Regions from separate parts of the Oryzias latipes genome. Here region 2 is linked to region 1. Evidence: chromatin contacts called from public Hi-C data. All regions are on one chromosome and are shown on one strand. The core of a region is the stretch at or near the end of the contact, and the rest is flanking DNA. Distances in the headings are between cores, read along the strand shown.

Region 1 (5,873 bases), core at 1,948-4,447:
TTAAAGTGCTTTCAGTTGGCACATCAAAATTGAAATTCTTACGAACACAGTCGTTATGATAACCAAACACTTGTTTCTTTTTTCTTTCTCAGTCAGTCAGTGAGACAGACCAGCTTGTTCACATGTTCTGGTAGAAAAGCTGCTCTTTTTTACTTTCTCCATTTCCCCCTCCTTCTGCAACTAACCGTTTTTCCTCACCTTTCTCCCACCGGAAGTCCATCAGCAGCCGCTTGATGTTCACATAAGGGTGCGGTTAATGCCTAACAAGTAAAAACCTAAAAATGGGGTTTATTTCAAAGTAAATTGCATCCTGAAACAATAACGTTATAAAATCTTTTACTTTAAATTCTGTGGAGCAACATGATTTAATGATAAATGCTTCGGCAACAGTGGCATTCATGTACTGCATCAATCCACCGTTAAACTGTCAGGGTGTTGATAACATTTAATGTTCTGATTTCACTGAAGAAAAAATATTTCCAATCCCAGGTTTTTAGAAGACATATCCATAAATAAATCATGGAGAAAAAGGAATCAGCCTGGGAAAGGAAAAAATGTGCACACAAAAAAATAGGATTCGTCCTCTTCATGAATTTGAGGTGAATGATGAAGCTGCTCCTCAGCCTCATTTGCACATCACAGTTTGATTAAAATGTTTTTTAAACAACGTTTTAAGCATTTATTTATAAATGTTAGTCTTTTTTGTCACATTACTGGAAAGAGAACTTTGACTAAACAAAGTTTTTAGCTTCATCAAATTTCCGCCAGAGTTGTGTTTTCTGCAGGCAGGACTTTTTTTGGCATAAACATACATCCAGCTGGATTTATGTGTTTAATGTAAATTACTGTAAAAATGTGATTTTATTGTGCTGCTTGTTTATGAGTAAACAAATTTAATACAATATATATATATATATATATATATATATATATATATATATATATATATATATATATATATATATATATATATATAAATAAATACATTTATATATATCTATATCACTGGTTGCTCACGAGAAACGTCCCTCAAGGGGCTCTGTATTTTTACTTTCTTTTATTTTTACAGTTTTAAACTTCATTCTTAAATTTATTTTTGAGCAAAAGCAACATTTCAAATGAAAACAGAAAAAAACAAAGTTCTAAAGTCTTTTCAGGGTCTTATATCTTTTTTCTTTACTTATGTATTTTTACAGGAAAACAAAAAATCTGTGACACATTTTTTTAGATGACTTATTTAATTTCATTTATTTAAAATCTAAACACATTTTTTAATTTTCTTTACAAGAATATGAAAAAATAAAATTAACCATTTAATAAAATATCCATTTAAAAAGATTGAAATACTGTTGCATTTATGTTTGTTTTTTAATTTAATTGGACTAAAAGATCCATGAAAAACACAAAATTACACAGAGCACACACACAGATACACAGATAAACTAAACTCCAGATATAATTTAGTTTTTGCCCATTTGAAATATTTCTGTTAATCAGAAATAAATTAGTAAAATAATTTTGCTTAAGCTTAAGCTGATCATAATGTGGTTTCTAAACCAAGATATTTTTATTTTGTGTTATTGGAATGTTTAAAAAAAGGGGTATTAATTTGCAAATCTATACATTAGGATATAATAAAACAATATCAGATTAATTTTATGAGGACAGATATAACAGGAATTTGGCTCCCAATGATGAAAATAATTACAAAATAGAATTAAAATGAAATACCTCTCTTTTTTGTCATTTTATTTATCCAGAATCTTTGCTCAATCTGTTTTTTATGCTCTTGTGATTTATCAAATATAAAAAAGGATTTCATTCAGTTCCGTCTGATCCGGTCAAAGCTCCCATTTCTTGATTTGCTTCATAATTGTGTGATTCCTTCCTGAACTGCATGTTCATGGCTGCTCTGCTGCAGTTTCATTGTTGGTGTGCGTGTTAAATGCCAGAGCAGTTTCCCATTACTATCAGTTACTCCGAGGCAGTGTTTTCAGCCAGTTGCTAAGAGCTTTTATCCAGCAGTGTTGCTCGTTAATACGGATCTGTGCGTTTTCCCCACTGAGGCTCTTCTAAAGAGCTAAGACCCATAAGTCTGTGTTTGCGAGTTCAGCATCCAAGCCAACAAGGCAACAAGGAGCTGCAGATCTGTAGACGGAGAGCAGCAAGCAGCTGTGTTTTTACAACCGCCGAAATCCAACGCTGCAGCGTCTGTCCTCCTATGCTGCCCTGACTGCACCTGTCACCTCCATCACACGGGCAGCAGTATTTCTGTCAGCACCATCCAGTCCTCAGCAGACCCTGCGAGCCACTCAGACACGCCGTCCACAAAACCCTCAAACCGCAGGGCCTGGCCCCCGCCGCTCCAGAGAACTGACTTCATCTTCATGTTTCTTTTCCTCCAAAAGGTTGTTTTTATCTCTAAAGAAATGCCCAGTTCTTGCAGGGTGAGGGTCAGTGTGGGGGGGGAGCCGCCCCTGAGGCAGGAGCAGGCGAATGAAGGAGAGGCTCAGTGGACCTGGGGTGGGGGGTTCAGATGGGGTCAGCTGGGTCTTCCTCTCCCACAGAGGAGAAAAACAAATATTAATCACCTCCACCACTTCACACACAAAAGAGGTCGGGATGGGGGGTGTCCACAAGAAGACATGGCCCTTACCAACTAATGAAACCCCCCCAAGGGGCTCTGATGCGGCCGCCCACCTGAAGGCCCCCGTCTGAGCTGCTAATGTTTAGACTCTGATTGTTTACGGGCACCGAGCATGGATGTCTTATTCTGAGCTCAGCTGCAGGCAAGGGGGAGTGAAGGTAACTGGACTCGCTCTTTGTTTGCTCTGCTCTAGCATGCCAACAAGCCCCCCACCCCCCCCACCCCCATCCTTCAGCCACGAGGCGTCTCAAGAGTGGCAGTGACGAACCCCACCTGGCACGCTGGCGCTGCCGCCATCTGTCCGCGGCCGAGCTCGCCATCGGGCCTGCGTGGAACCGTGCTGCCAGCGCCACTGTTTAATGAGCGCATATGAGCAAACATTTGACTGCCAGGTGGCGCCGCTGCCACGCCACGCAGACCAGGCGGGTTTCTCCACTGCCGCTCAAACCCGGGGGCATCAAAGGGGGCCTTGGATTTCTAAAGTAACTAAGCCGTAATCCACCCCCTTATTGGAGCCATTCATATTGAAATACATGATCAGAGGAACGCAGAGGCCCTAATCCTGCCAATGAGCGGTCCGGCACAGCTGCAGGGATCAAGTCAGAGTGTGAGACGGCCAGTATATTAGAAAAAGTCAGACCTCGCTGATTGGATTAGGGGTCATTGTGGGGGGGTGAGGAAATGTCATCTTCCAGCGCTGTATGCAGCCTGGTGGTCCCGGCACCGAGGATCAAGAGGTGGGGCAGTGGCACTTTTGAGGGTTCTGTGAGCCACAAAGAAGAACCGGACAGGGGTGGGGGGCACAATAGCCCCAACAAAATGGAACGCAAAGGCCGACTGTGCCAAAGGGCCTCCGCAGGTCCTGGGAGCCCCCCCAGTGAGGGCTGGTCGGCCGTCAGGAGAGGAGAAAACGAGGAGGAGGCTGACTAAAGTGAGCATTAGCTGTGGACTTAAAGGTTTGTTCTGGTTCCTCTGGTAGGAAGAGCCGGCCCGTTTAAGTGTGATTGAGCACGGCTTACATAGGATCAATGGTTATCCTCTCCGCTGTTTTGTTTTGAGCTTTCTTTTCTGGATTTACTGCGACGAGCGAGGGAAGACATTTTGTCTGGCGGAGCAGCAGCCAACATTTCCTTGGTTGTGAGTCTGGCTCCGGCTTTTCCTCCTTTAAACTGGCAAACACAAACTTCAGCATTAATTACTGTCGCACACACGACTCCTGCAGTCTGAGCCTGAACATTCACTGTAAAAACACTAACTTAGAGTATCTGCTGCTCCATAAACGAACGTGTGTTTCACCCGCTGCTGCGGATGCTGCGGCTGTGACTGCGGCTGCGGCTGCGCAGGCTTTCTCACTCAAAAATAGCCTCACGAGATATTATCTAAAGCTTTTTCATTAAAATAAAACATTTTGTTTAGAATCATTTCTGAGCAGTTCATTTGTATTGAACGGATTGATTAGAATCAATGAGGTTCTAGTCACTGATCTAAATTCCTGATGTTCTTTGATCCAAGAGAAGGATTTTCTGCAGTTAGAGGATGGTGGGGTTATTGAAAGAATCCAGCCGCTACACTCAATGCAGTTGTGGATCCAAATGTCCAGCAGACACCTTCAAACACTGATAAAGACTCTGGATGAAGGTCTTTGACTTACAAAATCCCTCTTTTTAGTTTGTGGAGTAAAAGACAAATAAAGAGCCAAGAAATCAGCACCAAGCTCTGTTATCAGAGTTAAAACTAGTAAGTGAGTTATGGAAACTTTGCTGCTGCGATCAGAAGCTGCAAGCTACACATTTAAAGCATAGCGGCTGTCCTGTCAGGTACTGGGGTCAGGGCGGTTTCTGTTAGGCTTTTGTTTTCCCTCTCCGGGGTTTGTTATGCTATTATTTTGTTGTTTCCGGTTCTCGTGCCCTTTTACCTTTCCGCTGTCTTTACATTCTCCCATCTTCCTCATTGGTTTCACCTGCCCTCCCTGATGTCACCTATTGTTAATCACTGTTTTTTGTATATAACCAGTGTCTCCCCTGTCTTTGTCACTGGATTGTTCTGTATGATTTACTCACGAGTGTTAGGAGTTCCAGTTCTTCCACAATTAAAACAGTTATTCGACTATAACCTGCTGTTGTCCTGCGTTTGTATCCACGCAGTCATCCTGACATGTCCTCAATGGGCCAGATATGAAGTATACAAGTAACTAAATGTAATGAAAAATAAATTTTACCAACTCCTTACTGTTAAATATATTTACTTATTCTAACTTTTTAAAGTGACAATTCCAGTTGCATAGAAAACATATATTTGTTGTTATTCTAGCATAAATCCTTTTACATTTGATTCTTTCAGGTTAGGATATATGGACAGTGTCTAAGTCCTAATGTGTAGTTTTTTGATTTTTGATTTGAAATGGTTCATTTCAAGCAATTAAGTAGAAATAATACACAAAAGCAATATAATCATCAGTTATACATTCATACAGTAACTAATCAAACTTAGGATAATTAGACATATTAATAAATATTGCTTGAAAAGGAGTGGAAGGACGCGAACTTATATAATCCCACCCCGTTATACTATAACCATTTTATTACATGATTTATCAATATCCGGTTCCTAGCTTTTATCAGACAGAATTAAGAATCATAACGTAACAATAAAGCACATGACAAAGATGAATTACTTAATTATTGTGCAAAAATAACTATTTCAGAAATAAACATAGCAAATGCAGATCAGTTATCTAAAATATATGCAGATTATGTTACTTATAAAAGTCATTCATATGATTAAAACATAATACTATATCAGTAAAATAGACATAACACTGTTTCAGGAATTTTCATAGCAAAATTTCATCAAGTATAAAAAGTTAAAAAACACCTGCAAAATTATATTACATTAGGAAAGATTTTTGAAGCAATTTATCAATTTTTGGAGCAAGTGAAGTAATATCATTGACGTCGATCAATTTAACCATTTTCAATAAGTGATTAATCATTTGTTTTACTTTTTTTGTATTTTTTCTTTTTTTTTTATTATAAAGTAATGCTGTAAGGGAAAATAAAAAGGGTCCATAATCTGTCGATTGTCCAAGGTTGGTATTCCTTCTTCTGCTGATTAACAGCAGTTCTTCTGGGTTTAAACAGAGTTTATAGTTCTCTTCGATGTTATGTCTGCAGACATTAGATTCAGGTCCATATCCTTCTTCAGCTGATATCAGCGGTGCTGAAAG
Region 2 (5,607 bases), core at 1,666-4,165, 43 kb before region 1:
CGATGTTCAGTTCATGCATCAAATCATCTGAACATGCATGGGATCACATGGATCACATCAGCAGATCACGGCTTCAGTTCAAGCTGTTGGATAGATCATGCTGCCGCAGATAGAGCTTTCACCTCATGCTGGTAAAAAGGTTATGATTTGATGCTCAGAGGATTCTCATTTCGGTATTTGGAATCAGTCTAAATGGGTTGATTTCTTATTTTCTACTCAGTCAAATAGAAACTGGAATTTGTCCTGCAGCTTTTACAATATTTTTTATGAATGTTTGATATGAAGAAAACATTCTCCATTATGTAGTGGGTGTTCCAATCAAATAATCTCAAAACTTTTTCATAAACTGCAAAGTCGATCCTGCAGTTTTTTCACATTTTCCTTTATGAGCACACAGCAGAAAGTCATCAGATCTTTGTTTTCCTGCGCTTCCAGCCCCCGGCGCTCGTCCTCCCTGGTGTGGCGCGCTCTTCAAAGAGTGTCAAGAAGTGAGACATGATTGTATCATCACATATCGATTCTAACCGGCTCCGTTCCTCCGCATTGATTCCTGCAGCGGGGGCCTGAAATTGGCCCTCTTTGTGAGTTGTAGCTGTTTTCCTTCCAGAGCTCTCTGTTATTTGTTTAGACGGGCTAATAAAATGACAGCCTGGTCCTTCGTTTCTCCACACAAAGCTCAGCTTGTTATTTTCCTAAACTCCACAGTCACTCAGACAAACCCTGAAGTCTGACCAGAACCAGAATGTTCTGCTCCTGAAGCTCACATGTCATTTAACTGGAAAGCATGAGTCATCTGTAAAGTTGGTGATCAGCTGCATCAGTTTCTGCCCCCTTTAGTTTGCCTGAGAGTGCCATCATTCATGCCTTCTTCTGCAGGGGCGTCTGGCTTTCATTCCGCCTCAGATCTTTCTCATAAAAAATGCAACAGGCTGACGTCCCTGTCACTGTAGAGATGGTTTTCACCAGAGCGTCTTCTCACGCGCCAGATTCTGCGTTTTCTTCATCGATAATTTGCGCCCTTCAATTAAAATCTGTGCATTTTAAACTAAACCCCCGCGTGCAGAGAGCGCACGTGAGCAACATGACTCAGCTTGGTCTAATGAAGTCAGTGATTTAATGTGCTGCTGCGCTTTCCTGGCAATAGATTCCAAATCTAATCTGGGCCAAAACTGATTAGGCCGATTAGGTGGTAATGGAGCGGGGGCGCTGCGCGCGCTCGGGGGTCAAGCACCTCTGTCTGTCTGAGGCGTGGCTGCTCTTTTGTTTCCTGCAGGAAGCTGCTGGAAGTTCATCATCTCTGGGAATGACGGGAGGAAAAGTCTAGCGAGTTCGCTGCGTTTTTCACTCTCTTTCTTCAAAAAAATCATCCCAATTTTTCTCAAAGGCTTTCAGAGAAAAATTTAATCATTTTCGATTGAACTTTAACGCTTTCAAGGCACTGAGGGGAAAGATGCAACACATTTATGATTTACATTTTATTGAAATATTTCAGATTCTTTCAGTCCAAATATTGTTTTGATTATAGAAGAAATAGCATCAAACAAGTTTACTGAGGTGCGTGAGCGACATCAGATGTGGGACACAAACGTGCGCGCGCATACGTTCCTCTTTGCTCTCACTCACGAGAGGCCCTGATGATGCGCGGAGTAGCCAGGGGTAGTTTGAAGCGCGCGGCAGGAAAATCCGACAGCGGCCCGCACGAGACTTCATGACCCAGTTCTGAAGGAACTCCGAACTTCACCTGAGATTCTTTTGGACTTCTGGCTCAACACAATGTATGAAGAAACAAAGAAGACCAGAATTAAAAACAGACGGTTCAGTCAGACAAATGTTTCCGTCAGTTAATGTGATCCACGGCGGGAAATATTCAATAATTACAATTTAGCGCACGAGAATAGTTTACATAAATATTGAAATACGCAACAATAAAAAATTTATTTCAATTACTAGACATTACAATAAATAAATGAATTTTATATGTACATATATATATACATGTGTGATATATATATATAAATATATATCGAATACTAACAGTAACAGTACAAACGTATTTTAGTATTCTAATGAAATATAGGCTCTGTAATAATATAAGAATATAAATAGAAATTGATTAAATTGTATTCAACAAAGGGAAAGTAAACTAGACAGAATGAATTGAAACAAAATGTTAATCAGCAGCAGAACATTTAAATATGTGAATAATTTTATTAAACACGTTTTCATTGATATGAAGTAAATTATCCTAAAGAAATTTGCTCTTTTAATTTTCTCAATAAGATCTTCCTATAACATTGTCTTGAGTGTTTTCCGGTGTGTCGGCTGGTCCTCGGTCCGGACGCAGCAGCAGAGCGGGTCTGATGCGCCTCCTGCTGGCAGAAGGAGCACGCCGCGCGTGGAAACCTGCCGTGTGTGTCTCAGTGTGTCACAGCCAGAAAACACAAGCATGTAGGCCTTATGTGTGTTTTAGTAAAAGAAATAGCTGAAAAGAGGTGACAATCACTGGGGTGACGATGCAAAATCTGATGAAACTAGCTGCTGCCCCCCACCCCCGTTCTGAGCCCCCCTCACCCCCGCCCCGCTGTGGATCCGCCGCAGACGCGCAGCAGCTGCGCTCGTCTGTCTGTCACTCCTCCACGTGACCCCGCGCCCCGCCGGTCCAGATGGCCACTTTTCCCCTTATCTCCGCTCCACCCGGCGCGCCGGACGGCGCGGGAGTCGAAACCAAGCAGCAGGACGATCCGGGCAGCGGCGTCTGGATGCTGCACGAGCGTTTGGACTTTTAGGATAAATTCCTGTTTCGCAATTCTTTCAAAATGCAGAGTTTTGATGGTTTCTGCAGAGGCGTCTGTTTAGAGGGACGAAACCTGCAGCAGAGCAGTAGGAGGCCTCTGAAGGTGACACCTCAGGAGGTGCAAACACATCCATAAGGAGGAGGAGGGGGAGGAGGAGTGGAGGAGCTCTTCCTCACAGGATCCCTTGCACTCATGTTTTCGTCGTTCCTGGACTTAAGCGAAGCCACTTAACTGTCTAAGCTCTGGCAGTGATCATCCCGTTTATCTGGGATTATTGCAGTGAATTTACTGTTTGGTCTCCTTCCATCCCTAAAATGCCAAGTCCAAAGTCGTGTATGCAGTAGCTTTACTCAGTAAGACCTTCGCAGATCCGTCCAAAGCTGGTACCAGTTGATCTTTGGATAGAGCATGAAATAAATAAATCCTCTTTAGCAGATCAATATTCATCCTGTTTAATGCTGGATGTGAAACTGCTGGATCTGAGCTGCGGATGCTGATGTACAGCTAATCGTTGAGAAATAAGCAGCCGGGCTTTGTGCTCCTCCTGCAGAGTTCACGCAGGAAGACGGATGAGGGGGTGTCCACGGAGCAGAGTAGAGCTTCACACCCACACTGGGACAAGGGTGGGTAAACATCAGGTTTGTGCAGCGTCACAGCAGAGAGGATGAGGGTACACACACCCAACGCCCCCGCAGCCTGGACAGGCCTGCAGCATCCATTCAAAGAGAGAAGGACCTCTGACAGAATCAGGGTTTTCTCTCCTCTCTCCTCCTGCAACCCACCTTCACCTCCATGTTTGTAGTTAAGGAGCGTTTTACGTTTAGCAAAAACACAAACGGCCATTAATATGGAAGGATCATTTTCAGTGTTTTTGGGTATTCAAGTGAGTCTTCCTCTGCTCTTCATCAGAGTTCCTCCTCCTCTTCTTCCTCCTCAGATTGTCCTCACAATTCTGGGATTACGCCAAAGATCTGATCAGGACAAAATTTATTTATTTCTTCTGGCCCACATCATAACCATATGGCTGTGCAGCTGACGTCCTATAAATGTTGAAACCAGACCCAAAACACCTGCTCTGTGGTGGGATGGTGGGGGGGGGGGGGGATTTTAAACCCCACAGCCGGAAAATAATAATCATCTTACCGTTCGATGAAGCCTCTACGATGAAGGTTCTTCCACATTTTCTGTCTGTAAATTCATTTCAGGTCAGAGAAACTAAAGTTCCCAGCATTGTGTGTGTGTGTTGGGGGGGGGGGGGGGGGTATCTGAGAAGGAGGGCGGCTCAGAGCTACAAAGCTGCCGGGTCGGGATGTTTACTGAGGATTTCTGGCTCACCAGCCTGAGCTGCTGTGAGAAAAGAAGAAAGGAGGAGGATGAAGACTGAAAAAGAAAAGATATTTGGCATTTCTGACTTTTCCTCAACAAACACCCCCGGGGTCTAACAGACTCCCTAAAATAAACACAACTGAAGGGGCTGGATCAATTTGTGGACAGTGAGCTTTGCCTGGGGGGCCCTGCGCCCTACCCGGCTTTGAATGTGGTGCCGGACTGAGTCAGAGGCAGAAATCCCGTCCTTCAACAGGCCTTGGCAGACTCCAGGTCCGTCTGCAGACTCTGAGGCTCACGTCTCCACGTTCTGCCGCTCTGCACTCAGCGGTGAAAGAGGCAGACCGTGAGGGGGGTACAGAAACCACGACAAGAAGATTCTGGATTCAGCACCACCTGTGGACATCAGCAGCCTCCTTCTCATCAGACTCCTGAAGGCCTGTCCTGCAGTTACAGTGTCTGACCAGCAGAGAGCGACAAGTACACAAAGAAACCCAGCAAAATTGACCGGATTTTAAATTCCCCAAAAATGTGGAGAAATCTTTACTTTCACAACGATTTAGATCTTAAGACTTTCATAAATGTGGGTTTCATGCTGAGGGATACTTGTTTTGTTTCAAAGTATAGAAATTATGCTGAGAGTGTGCGATTTTTTACCTCAAACAAACAATTACTTTACAAGTATTATGCAGGATTTTTTGTGCAGGTATAAACCAGACTTTTTTTTTTACACACAAGACTGAGCAGCCAGATGGAAGGGAATAAAATCAGCTATTTTTTAATTCTGGTTTGAACTGAAAATGAAGTAATGAAGACATTTGTAAGGTCAAGAAATTGAGGGATTGGTTGACAAAGTTTGAAAAAAAATGTAAACCATCAGGTTGACCAGAAGAGGCTGACCTAAGTCCACCAGGGCTTTACCTTTCCTGAGGCATGTCCCCTTTGAAACAGACTGGTTAACAATGTAATTCTAATCCCATATATAGAGAGACCCTGTCAGTACTGTGATATCATAAATTATTGAGCTGAAATATGTTTTTCAGTTGCTTTCTCAGTCAGCCCCTTTCACCCATGTTTCCTGTTAACTTTGGTTTAATCTGAGTCAAAATTGGAGACAAAGATTTTGCATTTACAGAAAACACTGCAGATGACTTCATGAGGATTGATGGGGAAGTTTCCCTGACCTCCAGTCCTGCTGCAAACTTGCTTTCTGGGTCAAATGGAGGGAAAAATGACTCTTTTTTTGTGGCACAGAAACCATAAAAAGTCTGCTTCACAGCCGGAGCAGCTGCAGCCCTGGAGTTTTCATCCAGACATTCATGAAGACACGACAGACACAGCAGGAGAAGGGAGATTCCTGTCACCTGGGTTTGTTAGTTCAGCAGAGAGTTGCTGTGAGAAACAGCTCCAGAGTTAACAGGTTTACAAAAGTAACTTTAAAAAATCCACAAAGAAAAATCAACCTACCATTAAAGGCAACGTTTTG

What was found. A called contact is a pair of places that touch in the nucleus more often than the background predicts.
Region 2: a contact with region 1 is called in a Hi-C map of embryo, with 3 times the contacts expected there. The contact joins two enhancer-like sites. A contact is called at or near these places in 5 of 5 Hi-C or Micro-C datasets (embryo, fibroblasts and gastrula embryo).

The regions. Positions count from the first base shown.
Region 1 is chr10:3,886,300-3,892,172 of ASM223467v1, reverse strand. No RefSeq gene overlaps it. Among protein-coding and RNA genes, the nearest start is that of LOC105353708, 10 kb to the left of the region's middle. Within about 2 kb of position 3,197, at least 3 of the 8 cell types and tissues checked have an H3K27ac peak or open chromatin away from gene starts, as enhancers often do. A contact at or near this core is called in embryo, where this site is marked.
Region 2 is chr10:3,929,474-3,935,080 of ASM223467v1, reverse strand. No RefSeq gene overlaps it. Among protein-coding and RNA genes, the nearest start is that of LOC110014743, 31 kb to the right of the region's middle. Within about 2 kb of position 2,915, at least 4 of the 8 cell types and tissues checked have an H3K27ac peak or open chromatin away from gene starts, as enhancers often do. A contact at or near this core is called in embryo, where this site is marked.